Regions from separate parts of the Mus musculus genome. Here regions 1 and 2 are each linked to region 3. A link is a contact called in public HiChIP or PLAC-seq data. All regions are on one chromosome and are shown on one strand. Each heading gives the region's core, a stretch centred on a gene start, on an enhancer-like site or on the middle of the called end of the contact. The rest is flanking DNA. Distances are from core to core; before and after follow the strand shown.

The links. HiChIP or PLAC-seq counts read pairs in DNA pulled down with a chosen protein or histone mark.
Region 1: an H3K27ac HiChIP or PLAC-seq map of embryonic stem cells shows a contact between it and region 3, with 12 read pairs. The contact joins two enhancer-like sites. A contact is called at or near these places in 2 of 39 promoter capture datasets (the 3T3-L1 cell line and pre-B cells), 1 of 15 datasets of contacts at CTCF or cohesin (CD8 T cells), 7 of 484 Hi-C or Micro-C datasets (B cells, Th1 cells, double positive thymocytes and 1 more), 9 of 115 datasets of contacts at active chromatin or transcription factors (the HPC-7 cell line, bone marrow-derived macrophages, embryonic stem cells and 2 more) and 3 of 9 other capture datasets (adipose tissue, liver and pancreatic islet).
Region 2: an H3K27ac HiChIP or PLAC-seq map of embryonic stem cells shows a contact between it and region 3, with 11 read pairs. The contact joins two enhancer-like sites. A contact is called at or near these places in 1 of 39 promoter capture datasets (liver), 2 of 15 datasets of contacts at CTCF or cohesin (CD8 T cells and large pre-B cells), 5 of 484 Hi-C or Micro-C datasets (B cells, Th1 cells and embryonic stem cells) and 11 of 115 datasets of contacts at active chromatin or transcription factors (CD4 single positive thymocytes, T-cell acute lymphoblastic leukemia, double positive thymocytes and 4 more).

What each region holds. Positions count from the first base shown.
Region 1 is chr12:102,639,392-102,643,540 of GRCm38.p6, forward strand. All of the region lies in intron 2 of Itpk1 (inositol 1,3,4-triphosphate 5/6 kinase), which reads right to left. Among named protein-coding and RNA genes, the nearest start is that of Mir1936, 44 kb to the right of the region's middle. Within about 2 kb of position 1,625, at least 100 of the 459 cell types and tissues checked have an H3K27ac peak or open chromatin away from gene starts, as enhancers often do. A contact at or near this core is called in embryonic stem cells, where this site is marked.
Region 2 is chr12:102,616,320-102,620,797 of GRCm38.p6, forward strand. All of the region lies in intron 3 of Itpk1 (inositol 1,3,4-triphosphate 5/6 kinase), which reads right to left. Among named protein-coding and RNA genes, the nearest start is that of Chga, 64 kb to the left of the region's middle. Within about 2 kb of position 2,417, at least 51 of the 459 cell types and tissues checked have an H3K27ac peak or open chromatin away from gene starts, as enhancers often do. A contact at or near this core is called in CD8 T cells, Th1 cells and embryonic stem cells, where this site is marked.
Region 3 is chr12:102,723,826-102,727,779 of GRCm38.p6, forward strand. The region is part of intron 1 of Gm30296 (a long non-coding RNA gene); the gene reads left to right. Among named protein-coding and RNA genes, the nearest start is that of Gm30296, 15 kb to the left of the region's middle. Within about 2 kb of position 2,081, at least 44 of the 459 cell types and tissues checked have an H3K27ac peak or open chromatin away from gene starts, as enhancers often do. A contact at or near this core is called in CD8 T cells, Th1 cells and embryonic stem cells, where this site is marked.

The DNA.
Region 1 (4,149 bases), core at 375-2,874, 85 kb before region 3:
TCCTCTGGAGGGCAGGGCCTGTTGCCTGGATGCCTTGGGAACTTTGTGTCATGCAAGAGGTTAGGGGCTCAAGGAATATCTGTGCTGGCTGTGTAGGCATGTGGGGGCCACCCACCAAGAAGGGCCAAGGAGAAGGGAGACAGGTACCGTGGCATTCACACATGTAACCAGTGCTCACTCCATAGATGGGGACAATGAATGGTGGGGGAGGGGGCTTCAGGGAAAACACAGTGTGCTGTTGAAATATAGGGGCTCAGCATGACTAGCCCAAGGATATGGTAGCAATAAGAGCAATTCAAGCTGGGGTCAAGTCCACTCAGAGGAAGTGGATGTAACTGAACACATTCACCATTAAGTCCCAAATAAACATGGAAATTATTTATTTATTATTTTAAAGCAGACAGCTTTAAAATAAATAAATAAATAAAATCAATGCTGCCTGGGACGTGGCCACGCCAGACCCTAGTGAGTAGGAGAGCGTGGTCTACCAGGCACATGCAGTGCTGTTGTGGGTGGGAGCAGGCCCAGTACCATCAGGTACTACCAGTCCTACTTGGCACCAAGAGACAGCAAAGGCAAGATTCAGCTAACTTGGAGTAGCCTTCTGCCAGAGCCTTCTCTTCGGTTGCTAGCCCCATTGTTCCCTATAAGAAACCAGCATCTGAGAAGGCCAGCACCTTGGGTCATGTGGGTAGTGGACCTGGTGGGACATGGCCATGTGGTACTAAGCGGCCTCTTTGTCCCAGCTTAACTTTAACACTGGGGAGCCTAACTCAAATTTTTCTCCTTCCTAAGTAACATCCTTAGAGTCTGGCAGCTGTCCTGGAGGTGTCCACCCCTTCCCAAGTGAACCTACCCTTCCCAGAGGAACCCATGACCAGAGAGCCGTGGGTGCAGATAAGAGAGCCATGGAGGGAGTCACTGCTGGGAGAAGCCATTCCTGGCCCGGGTCACCTGCACCCATCTAAAATGGTCAGTGCGCTGGGATAGCTTCTCTAAGTCAGTATGAGAAGAATTCCAGGCACCTCCCAAAATTCAAGATAAAACTAAAGATACCAAGAAAGCACAGGGTAACATGCCTTGGGCTCCAAATATCAGCGCCTTTCAAACGAACACAGCCAAAACAAAATGTGACAACCAAGATGCTGGCAGGGATGCGGGCCCCATCTGGCCCTGGAAACCTGTCACTGCTGGTGACAGTCTCCGAGTGCTCCCCACCCCCAACCTACTCTCTGCTTTCTGAGACCCATGTGGCTCATGACTCAACCAGACTCAGCCAGACTCAGCCCTGGAGCAGCTGAGGGCTCTCCCCAAGGAACACTGCTCCATGCCAGAGCTCAGGGATCATCGCTAACAAACTGCCTTCTCTCCCACTCAGTACCCGGAGGGGCAGGCAGGTGGGGGTGGGGGGGAGGCTAGGAAAAACCTCTCCATGCAGACAGGGATTAGGGCTGAAAGATGCTAGCTGACACAAGGGACCAGAAGAGATTTACCTGTTGCCATGGGGTGGGGGTTCCAATGTTCCAACACCCGCTGAGATGCTGAGAAAGCCTCGGGACACACAATGCCTCCCTCTGACAACGCCCCTGTAAGTTAACAATGCTCCCTTTCTGCTAAACCAATGACCCCTGCTTATCAGAGGAGTCTGTGGAGCCAGGCTACCACACAGGAGGACCCAAGAGGCTGCTGCCCTGCTCCCCTACCCACTGGGTGGCTACTACTCTGGATCTAGCCAGCCCCAGTTACTGGGAATTGCAGAAGAAACCCTAATCCAGAACAAATCTCCTAGCCACCTGCTTTATGCTGCAAGAAGCTGACAGGAGAGGGTAAGACCATCATTGCTAGCTGGATGGTAGTGGCTCACGCCTTTAAGCCCAGCACTCAGGAGGCAGAGGTAGGTGGATCTCTGTGAGTTCGAGGCTAGCCTCAAACACAGGTCATATATCAAGTTCTAGGACAGCCAGAACTACATAAGAGAGACCCTCGTGTGTTTTGTTTTTTAAAAAAAGACCATCACTTTTTCATAAAGGACATCAGATGGCACCTGCATGGAAGGGAGGGGAGGGGCTAGGGACTACAACGATGACATGGGTAGACAGGACAAAATAGAGGCATCTGCCTTCCTTTCAGAGATGGCTATGAACCAAACCCATACTGACTTCCAATGAAAATTCAAAGTCGACTAAAAGTTATTAAAAGCATTTCTAGACCCATAGAGGTTGGGCCTCACAGTAGAAAGGAAATGGCAGCCAGAGACTAACCTGGACTGGGGACACCCTCTGTGCCCACTTGCAGTCATCTGCAGAGCCAGCCAGTCCCTTGTGACCCCAAGGAACCAAAGGCCAAGCAGAAACTCAACACACAGGGTTAAGATTCAAACCCAGCCTCCGGGTAAGGGCAGGTGTGAGAGCTGAAGCCAGAAAGGGCTCAGGTGACACTTCCTCTGCAGGCCTCAGACCTGAGGCTTCTCCTGGGTTGCTTGACAGAGTCTCATGCCACTGTAAGGAAATACCACTGTAAAGAAACGCCTTTTCCTCCTTATCAATTTAACTCACGGCCAGTGGTGGCGCACGCCTTTAATCCCAGCACTTGGGAGGCAGAGGCAGGCGGATTTCTGAGTTCGAGGTCAGCCTGGTCTACAGAGTGCGTTTCAGGAGAGCCAGGGCTACACAGAGAAACCCTGTCTCAGGGGTCGGGGGGGGGGGGGGGTATTTAACTCACGGGCTGTTGTAAGGGGTCTAAAACTCCCACGTACCCATACCAAACAATCAACTTGATTTCTGAGGCATTTGGTAACATTTTGTTATGCATCCTTGCAACTTTTAACCGCCCCTCCCCCTCCCAAAAAACGGGGGGGGGGGGGGGGGAGAGGAGAGCTTGCCTGCCACTTTCCGATCAGATCATGTGCTATAAGGAACACGTTCCTAAGACATTTTGTATCTTCTAAAGTGCTACCAGCAAAAGGTCAATACAATGTCATTTATTGAACCAATTCCCACCATTTAACATTTGGCCACTTCCAACTGTACAATTATAATAACACAGGAAAAGGAAATTACACCCATATGCCCTTGTGAGAGGGGAAAAGAGAGTGGAACGAGTTTAAGGCTGAGAAAGCACTTTCCACAAAGAACCGGGCTCAGGCAGGCACCTGGAACCTGGTCCCAGGGGAAAGGGGCGTCTCCCTCCAGGGCGGGCCAGAAAACAAGGTTCCCTGAGAATTCTTCCTAAAAGTTATAGGCTATTTCCTGCCTTCTTTATCCCACCTGAACTGAGGTGGCATCCTAAGGAGGATGCCCATCAAATTTGAGAGGATTCTCTGATACCCCCCCCCCCCAGTTGTCACAGTATGTATGCCACCATACTTAACACCACAGGCTTTCTCTCTCTTACCCAATGAAGGCAAGGCTCTGGGTGCAAGAGTCTCCCGCCCACCTGCCTCTGCCTTCACGCCTTGTTCTTTGCTCATGGTTGTGTCCAGGTGGCTTGTGTCCCCCCCCCCCCAACCTACCTTACCCATACCACATGTCTCCTCTTGTCACCAGAGGAAGAGGGTCTGGAAGAGGTTGGGCTGTTCCTCTCAATCAGACCATATGTATAGCTATGAATTCCAGCAATGCTGACTTCCTTCGGGGCTAAACTGCTCGAGTTTTAGAAACAGCTATCTTCATCGCCCAGAGAAAAATACAACACAGGATTCATATCCACTTCACAGACTAGAAAACTGAGGACTTAGAGGATGCACGTGAGGGGACACGGGGCCCAGCTGGGCTCAGACTGGTTTCATGTAGGGTCTGAGGGCCCACAGCTCTCTGGAGGTAGGACATGACAGGAAAGACAAACAGCTATTTGCCCACCAGGTCTATGTAGTGAGTTCTAGGTTAACCTGAGTACACTACTTCTCCACCATTCCTGCCCAGCCATCTCACAGTACCAAAGTCATCAAGATCCCCCAAGTGCCAGCACCACACCACCTATACATCTGCCTCTATGGCTTCAGCATGCAACTCCTCTAGTTCTCGCCTGCTTGCTGCACCCCACCTCTCTGAGGGACATTTAAATGCCCCCCTGCACTCTGGGAAGCCGGAAGCCGCTTGGCACTCCCTGAGCAGGAAGTGGCTCTGTGCCTACCCTGGATCACTGCCATGC
Region 2 (4,478 bases), core at 1,167-3,666, 110 kb before region 3:
AATAAACAATGGGAGGTATGACGGTCTCCATGGGGGGACTGGCCTTCTGGCTGAGATTTGCAGTCATCCTGAGGTTGACCACATGGCCGCCCTGTACTGAGTCTGCTGTTCTGGGACTGGGATATAAGCAGCGTTGAGTCCCTTGGCTTCTGTTAGCCTGTGTTTCATCAGCACATGGCACCAGCTGGGTCAGAAGCAATCCAAGGTACTGAACTCTTCCTAGGTGACCCTGAGTTACTGACCCTCCAGCCAGCTGAGGGAAAGGGAAGTAGCTAAAGGCACCATTAGCTACTGTCCAAAGGAGCCCCTCATGCACATATGACAAGAATATACGTGATAGCCACAGTCCTGCCTCTTTCTAAATGATCCTCGGGAGGTGGCAGCTTCCTTAGGCCTGAAAAATTCGTAACTCATTCTGTTATCTCAAGGATTGAGATAAGGAACAGCTAGTAAGAGATGGGCAGGATCCAGGCAGGGTGTCCACATGGTACGTGACTAGACAAAGACAGCCTCTGTCATCCATCTGCTGTGACAATAGAAAATCTTTTCTGGGTCCCATGTTCTAGCTCTGACCCCAGAGGCCCACATGCAAACCAACAGAAGCTCACTTTAGACTGTTACACAACTTCTTGTGGGTTTAGATGTTGGCTTCCTAACTGGGTTAGAAGGTCAAGAACAAGGAAACCTTTGTCCCCTTGCCTTCTCCTCCATCCTCCGGCACAGCATAGACCCTCCACTAGGGGCTGCTCAGTGCTGGAGGCTGCCACATTGAACTCCACACTTGTGCTATTGCATCCGTACTTGAGAGGGAAGGGTGGATGGGGCTATGGCTTGGGAGGTGCCAGCCACACTTAGGAACTAGTGAGGGGCGATCCCAAGGTGACTGTTAAGTATCATCTAAAACGTCCCTCGTATGGCAGGCACAGTGACTGGAACCAACATGGGCTAACTGGTGAGGAGCAGAGCCAGGAATAACAGCCAAGTCCCTCTGGCTACTGCCTCTCCCTGACCCTGCCTTTTAGGCAGAGTCACATTTCCATGGCCCCCTCACAGGCGTGCCTCGACTCAGGGACACTTTCATAATTGCTGCCTCATTGGCTCCAATTACAATTGAGAACTTATAAACTGGCTATGGCCACAGATAAAGCTGGGAGCAAAGTGCTGCTGTCACTGTAGTGACAGTTTTATTAGAAGCATAGCGAGTGCCCCACTGGTGCCACAGGGTCTGCATGTACTACCATATACCTGACAACACGGAGGAAAACGGTCAGTGTTTACACCTACACATACACAGACACACACACACAGACACAGACACACACACACAGACACCTACATACACATATCCACACACACACCTACACACACACACAGACACACCCCTACACATATCCACACACCTACATACACAGAGACACAGACACACACAGACACCTAAATACAGAGACACAGACACACACCTACACATACACCTACATACACAGAGACACACACACACAGACACACACACACAGAGACACAGACACACACACACACCTACACACACACAGACACACACACACAGACACACCCCTACACATATCCACACACCTACAGACACACACACACAGACACACACACATACCTACACACATAGAGAGACACACACAGAGACACAGACACACACACAGAGTTCTCATTCCATGCCAGGCACTGCTCCAAGCACATATGCATATATTAATTTAAAAAAATGCTCACAAAAACCTTGTAGGCTATTTTAATTTTTAAAGGGAAACAAGAGTCCTGGAGTGAGCTCAGTCCCTTCCCTGCAGGGCGAACCTACTGAGAACCGGCATGAGATTTCCCACCTTCTCATCCCCTTGCCTTAACCATGAGGAACTGTGCCAGCACCTGAAGGTCCTGAAGACCCAAGAGAGCCTCAGCCAGCTAGCAGGAAGAGCCTTGAACACCACGCTCTCCGCCAGCCACCAGAGGTTGCCAAGTCTATCGTACAGAAGCAAGCTGCACTCCCTGCCTGAGCCCAGACCCACAGGGTGGGTCTCCTGCCTCAGGGCTCCCACAGGGTGACTGAACAGCTCGCTGTTGGTACCCGATGGAGAACTAAGGAACCAATAAATGGGGTCGGGGCGGGAATTCCCTGCTGTATCCTTGGGATGATGTAACAAGTAGTGTTTTATCCTGTCCTGGCAGCTGAGAAGGGAAACACAAATACAGCACACTTGGGGCTGAGCATGGAGGCCTCTTTGGTCCAGATGTCCAAGCTCTAGTGATTACCTGCTTAAAGATCACCTTGCACTGGCAAAAAAAAATCCTGAGCGCCCCACCCCCCCAATCAATTAACCTGACCTTATGACCATTCGTCTTACTCCCTAATCTCTCTGCATGAGAAAGTCCAAGCTCCAGAGACTGGCTCCCAAACTCCCTGAGCTCTGGCCCTGCCACGCCGCTCTGCAGCCTGCTGGCTCCAGGGCACATTCCCTCGTACATGTCAGGCAGCAGCCCCTGCCCCCTAAATCTCCTGGCTTTCTTCTTCCCTGCTCCTAGTCACCCAGAGCTGTGTACTCCACCCATCCCTGGCCCACAGGGCCCACCCAGCCCCAAACCAGACACTCCCTCCCCACAGTTCTATTGACAAACACAGAGGCATATTCAAAATATGCCAGGTGTGGAGGGCAGCAGTAGGGACAAAGATCCTGGAAGCAGGTGGCCCCGGAGAGACAACAACAACTGACAATGAATTATGAACTTCCAAGTGGTGGAAAGTAAAGGCCAAGATGGGGAAGGCCTGGAACAGGAACTGCATCTACTATCGGGATAGAGCATCCTCACGAAGGTGACCTTGCCTACACAGACCGATTGCACAAAGGGTGGGCAAGAGTCAGGCTTGAGTGGCTTCTGTGGAGGGCTAGTGTGGGAAGGAAGAGGTAGAAGGAACAGCACAAGGCTGCCCTTAAAGAAGGTATCCAGAGCCAGGAGTAGTAGAGCATGCCTTTAAGCCCAGCACTGGGAGGCAAACATGGATGGATCTCTGTGAGTTAGAGGCTAGCCTCATCTACATAGTGAGTTCCAGGACAGCCAGGATTAGGTAAAGACACACTGTCTTGAAAAGGCAAAAAGGCAGACAGACAAACAGACAGACAGACAGACAGACAGACAACTGACAGACTGACCAAGAACCCTGAGAAGAGAGAGAGAGAGAAAGAGAGACAGAGGGGGGGGGAAGGAGAGAGAGAGAGAGAGGGAGAGGGAGAGAGAGAGAGAGAGAGAGCGCAAACACATGGTGGCATATATTTATAATCTCAGTGTTAGAGAGGAGGAGACAGACAGGTCCCAAGAGCTTGTTAGTCAGCCTGGCCTACTAAGTTCAAGGCCAAAGAGAGACCCTGTCTCAAACAAATCAAGCAAAACCCCCACACTCCTGATGTACCCACAAACTCATATGTGAATGCATGCACACACTCACAAATAATGAGAAAACCCATCACTTTGGATTCATGCCTCCTTCCTGTCTTTCTTCAGGGACCACCCATGGAAGAGCTGCCTACTTGCTGGGTTACAACAGGCATGCTCCATTTGGGGAGTCTCGGGAGCCCCAGGGCCACCAGTCTAACCCTTGCAGTCAGACTAGACAGGTGGCACTAAAGTGACAGAGAAGGTTGTTACTGCTCACTAGAGGAAGTCACTGAGAAGCCAAGAGGCTCCAGGGTTCCTGTATACCAGCCACACCCATCCCCAATGGCCCAGGAGGCAGGGCCCTCCCCGGGGGAACCTTTGCCCATGTCTGTGCACTGATAACTAAGTCTCAGGCAGTGGGCAAAGGCGCCAGACTGCTGGCTGCATGACCCTTGGAGCAGAAAACCCTGAATCATCCCAGCGAGCCCTCATTGTGAGGTTAATCCAAAGGGAAAACTGAACGGGCGTGGTCTCCATGACAACCGGCTCAAATGAACTGCAGTACGCACCAGGCCCACACCCTCCCACCTGCCTACCTGGACACAAGGAAGAAGCTGGTCTTGGTTCCGAAGCTCCCTTCCTTGAGGACCAGAGGCTCATAAGAACATCTCCAAAGGTCACCGTTTTCTACATATGATCCTAAAATCTGGGGACCCGAGTAAGATGGGGTCCTTTTGGAAGAGTCCTTTCTGAGGCAGAGCCCCTTCACTTTGATCTACTGCACAAAACACTTAAGGTGCAGGGAAGATCTCTCTGTATAACAGGTCCTGGGCTCTGCTTCTTGCTCCTGTAGTCACCATGCCTGATCATAGCATCTCTGTTCCTCCTGGGTCCCAAGCCAAGCCAATGCCTTCTTGTTACTGTCCAATACAGAAAACTGAACAAGAGTTTGAAAACGAAGGCCATAGCATGGTCAAGTTCAAGGGTCAGTTCCTGGATCTATGTGGCCTGGCTCTGAACTTGCATCTCCCAAGGAGAGATGATCAGGTCAGTGCTGATAGTCCCTACTGTCTTGCCCCGAGGGA
Region 3 (3,954 bases), core at 831-3,330:
CTGCCAGCACATTCCTGTTCTAGCCAGAAAGAAAGAGGAAAAGATTTTTCCTGTAAAAAGGAAGATAAAAGAATGTGCCTTCGCTTTAAGGATATGACCTAGAATATTATATATATATATATATCACTTCTGTTCACACCCCCGCTGTCTGGAGCTTAGTTGCAGAACGTGTCAATCTGTAAGGGAGGCTGGGAAGCAGGCAGTAATTAAGCCACTCTGAACCTGGCTAAAAATAGTTTTACCATGTAAGAAAGGGGTAGCAGGAGCCGGGAGAAAGTGAGCGCTTCTCTCCTGTGACAAATTCCTCATTTGCTTTCCTTAAGCAGAGCTGATTCTTTTACACATGACCAGCAGAACACAGACTCATAGGCAAATGAGACACTAACTTTTACCCACCGTTCTTGATACCAGGCAGTCCAGGGTGACATCCCTGTCTTTTTTAGTTGGGTTTTTTTTCCAGTGAATATATTTAATTTTTAATATTTATTTATTTTTAAGACAGGGTCTTACTATGCAGACTTGGCTGGTCTTGAATGCTCAAAGATCTGTCTGCCTTTGCCTCCCAGAGTGTTGGAATTAATTAAAGGTGTGTGTCACCAGCCCCTAATTTTTAAAATTTATTTATTTTATGTGCACTGATGTTTTACTTGTATATGTCTGTGTGAGTGTCAGATCCCCTGGAGCTGGAGTTACTGACAGCTGTGAGCCACCATGTGAGTGCTGGGAACTGAACCTAGGTCCTCTGGAAGAGCAGTCAGTGCTTTCAACCACAGAGCCATCTCTCCAGCCCCAGACTTAGCTACTTTTAATTGTCATGTGTATGAGTGTTTGCCTGAATGTATTATGCTTACATGTGTGCCAGTTGTCTATGAAGATCAGAGTCCTTGGACCTGGTGACTGTAAATGATCGTGTGCGTGCTGGGAACCCAACCTGGGTCTTCTGTAATAGCAAGTGCTATGACCCAATGGCCCATCTTTCCAGGCCCCCATTTAAATTTTTAAAATATTTATTCATTCAGGGGGCAGGGCATACTCAGGCTACAGCATGTATGCCCAGCATGTTGGTCAGTGGTCAGAGGATAGCTGAGTCACCTCTTTCCTTCAGCTAGTCTCTCCCTGAGACTGAACTTATATTGTCAGGCTGGGCTGCAGGGGTATGACCCACTGAGCCATCTTCCTATGCCATCTTTTATAGTCCAGATAGCAATTCAGTAAAAACGTTTGGACAAGTGAGGAGATCGATTATCAAGGTGACAACAGGACTTGCTCTTGTCTCCAACAATGGGACAGCTAGAATAGGAGCCAAGATTTCTGGTAGCCTCACGCTCAAGTTCTTGGCATCACACTTGTCCTGCAGTCTCTCTGCCTGTGACCCTGGTGATGGGAATACATCATCCATTGCTGTCCCCTGTCTGCATTCTGCTGGTGCCAGGCCTATCTGGGTTGCATCTTCCTTTAACAATGTCAATGACATCCTGGGTGACACACCTTTATGCTTAGTCAGCAGCTCCACCCTGATCTCATGATAAGCACTTTCTCAGTTGGGGACACACCCTGACATCCTTCAGTCATGCTGATGCCCATAGATGCGAGAGAAGCCCTCAGCATAGTGAAGATTCAAAAAGGGACATAGTGATATAGATGCTCTAGTTCTAAGGCAATGGTGTGTCGGGGTCATGGCCAGAGGGGGCTACTACGCGGGCGGGAAGTGGGTAGGGAGAGCAGCAGAGAATCTCTTGAAAGGAAACTGTCTGGGTTCCTAGGAGACGGCCCACCAACTTTCCTGATTAAAAAAAAAAAGCCAACCGAGGCTTCATACACGTGTAGATGGTGGGACAGCTGAGCAGGCCAGGGCTGGGGGAGAGGGGGTGGTAAGAAGCCAGTCAGTGGAGATGTACCAGGAGTGAACCTGAGGGTGCCAGGAGGACAGGGGACACCCATCCTCCAGAACATGGACTTCAGCCCCAAGGACCTTGGCATTTATGGCCTGGGTGAGTCTGTGCCCACCCACGGCTATGACACAGAAGCCTCGGGACTCTGGGCTGGTTCAGGATGTCCTCCTGGCCCTGAGATGACTATGCATCAAACTGGCTTCCTGCCAGCATTACAGAAGGCTTCTTCAGAGCAGCAGCAGTCTAAGCACACATAGGAGTTGGCTCGGCAGCCAGTTCACTTAGAAGGTCTGGGCTGTAGCTTATGGGACTCTCCAGAGGGTGGAGGGGAGAGTGCTGGGAAATGCATATGGTGCTCTCAGGGAGGGGTTCCTGCTTGGTAGCGGTTTCCAGTTTCTGTAGCTAGCTGACTGCCACCCACGAACGAACTATGTAACTATGCACAACGGGCTCTATTAGCCAGTCTGGGCCTGCCTCCACACACAGATGCTCACACCCTGTCTATTAGAAAAGCATAGAGGTGCGTTTTGAGGTCTGAGACTAGAGAATGATGGGAGTCTTGGTCTGTCTGGAGGCAAGAGCTGGGACGCTTCCATAGCCTAGGCTATCTCAGTCTCTCCCTCTTGATTTGCATTGTTCGGGGTCCACTCAATCTCCTGTTGTAGCAGATTGGTATCTGTGCCTGGGTCAAGGAGCTAAGGATCCCTCTTGCTCACTTTTGCTGGGCTTTCGTGTCTCCTGACAAGAAAGAAACCAGACTGCAGCTGATCCTCTTTCTGTCCCAGTTTCAAATTCCCTAGAGGATGCCCATTGGTCCCGCTTGGGTCAGAGGCCCAGTCAGCTATGACTAGGGAACAAGAAGTTGTTATATATAGCAAGATGGTAGCCAAGGTTGAGGAAAATAGAAACAAGACCATTGAGAGAAGCTCAGTGGATAAAGAAAGGCACTTGCTGCCAAGCCTGACAACCTGAGTTCAAAACCCAGGCCTGTCATAATAGAAAGAACCAATTCCTACATGTTATCCTCGACCCTCACGCCCTCCATCTCTCTTCCTTCCCCTCTTATTCTTTTGTGATGAGATTTCAGTACAGTTCAGCCTGGCCTCAGATCACCATTCACCTGCCTCAGCCTCTTGGTGCTGAGACCACAGGCTTGTGCCACCACAACCTAGCCTGTCACTGAGCTATTTGAAAGAGTAGACACATGTGGTAGCACATGTCTTTAATCCCAGCACTTGGGAAGTAGAAGCAGAGAGATCTCTGTGAATAGGAGGGTTGGTCCTCATAGCAAATTCCAAGCTAGCCAGGACTCCATAGAGAAGCCCTGTCTCAGAAACAAACTAATGCAAAAAGTCAAGCACACACATTACAGAATTTCACGCTGCGGGATTAGTCATGCCCAAGGAAAGGGCAGAGGCACTTCTACCTCCAACAGCAACAGCCACTCCTCTATGCAACCCAGCCCCCCAGTTACACCCAGACTTACGTCGTAAAGGTCTCAAAATGTCTTTCAATGATTGCTGTCTTCAGATCTGGTGTTCAGAGGGTCTTGGCCTTCTGGTCTGGATCAGCAACCAGAAAGCCCTTCCTAGCGTCACTTACGTAGCTGTGACAGTAAGCAACTGCAGGGAGGAAGGAGTTTATTTCAGCTTACAGTTCCAGGTTATAGTCCATCCCTGTGGGGAAATCAAGGCGGGAACGCCATGCAGCTAGTCACAGTACATTCATAATCAAGAGCAGAGAGAAGCGAATGCACGCTCTCTTGCTTGCTCAGTTCAGTTTCTTCACTCATACAATTCAGGACCGACCTCCACTACTGCATGTGGCCTAGGGAATGGTGCCACCCACAGTTGGATGGAACTCCCCACCTCACTCAATAAGACAATCTCTCACAGACATACCTACAGGCCAGGCTAGTGTGGACAATCCCTCAGTAACACTTCCTTCCCAGGTGATTTATAGCAAGTTGACTGTCAACGCTGATCATTGTAAAACCCACAAACACTTTACACTGTATTCTGTGAGCATTAGATCTTCTTAGGCATAAGAAAATGAGAGCTGC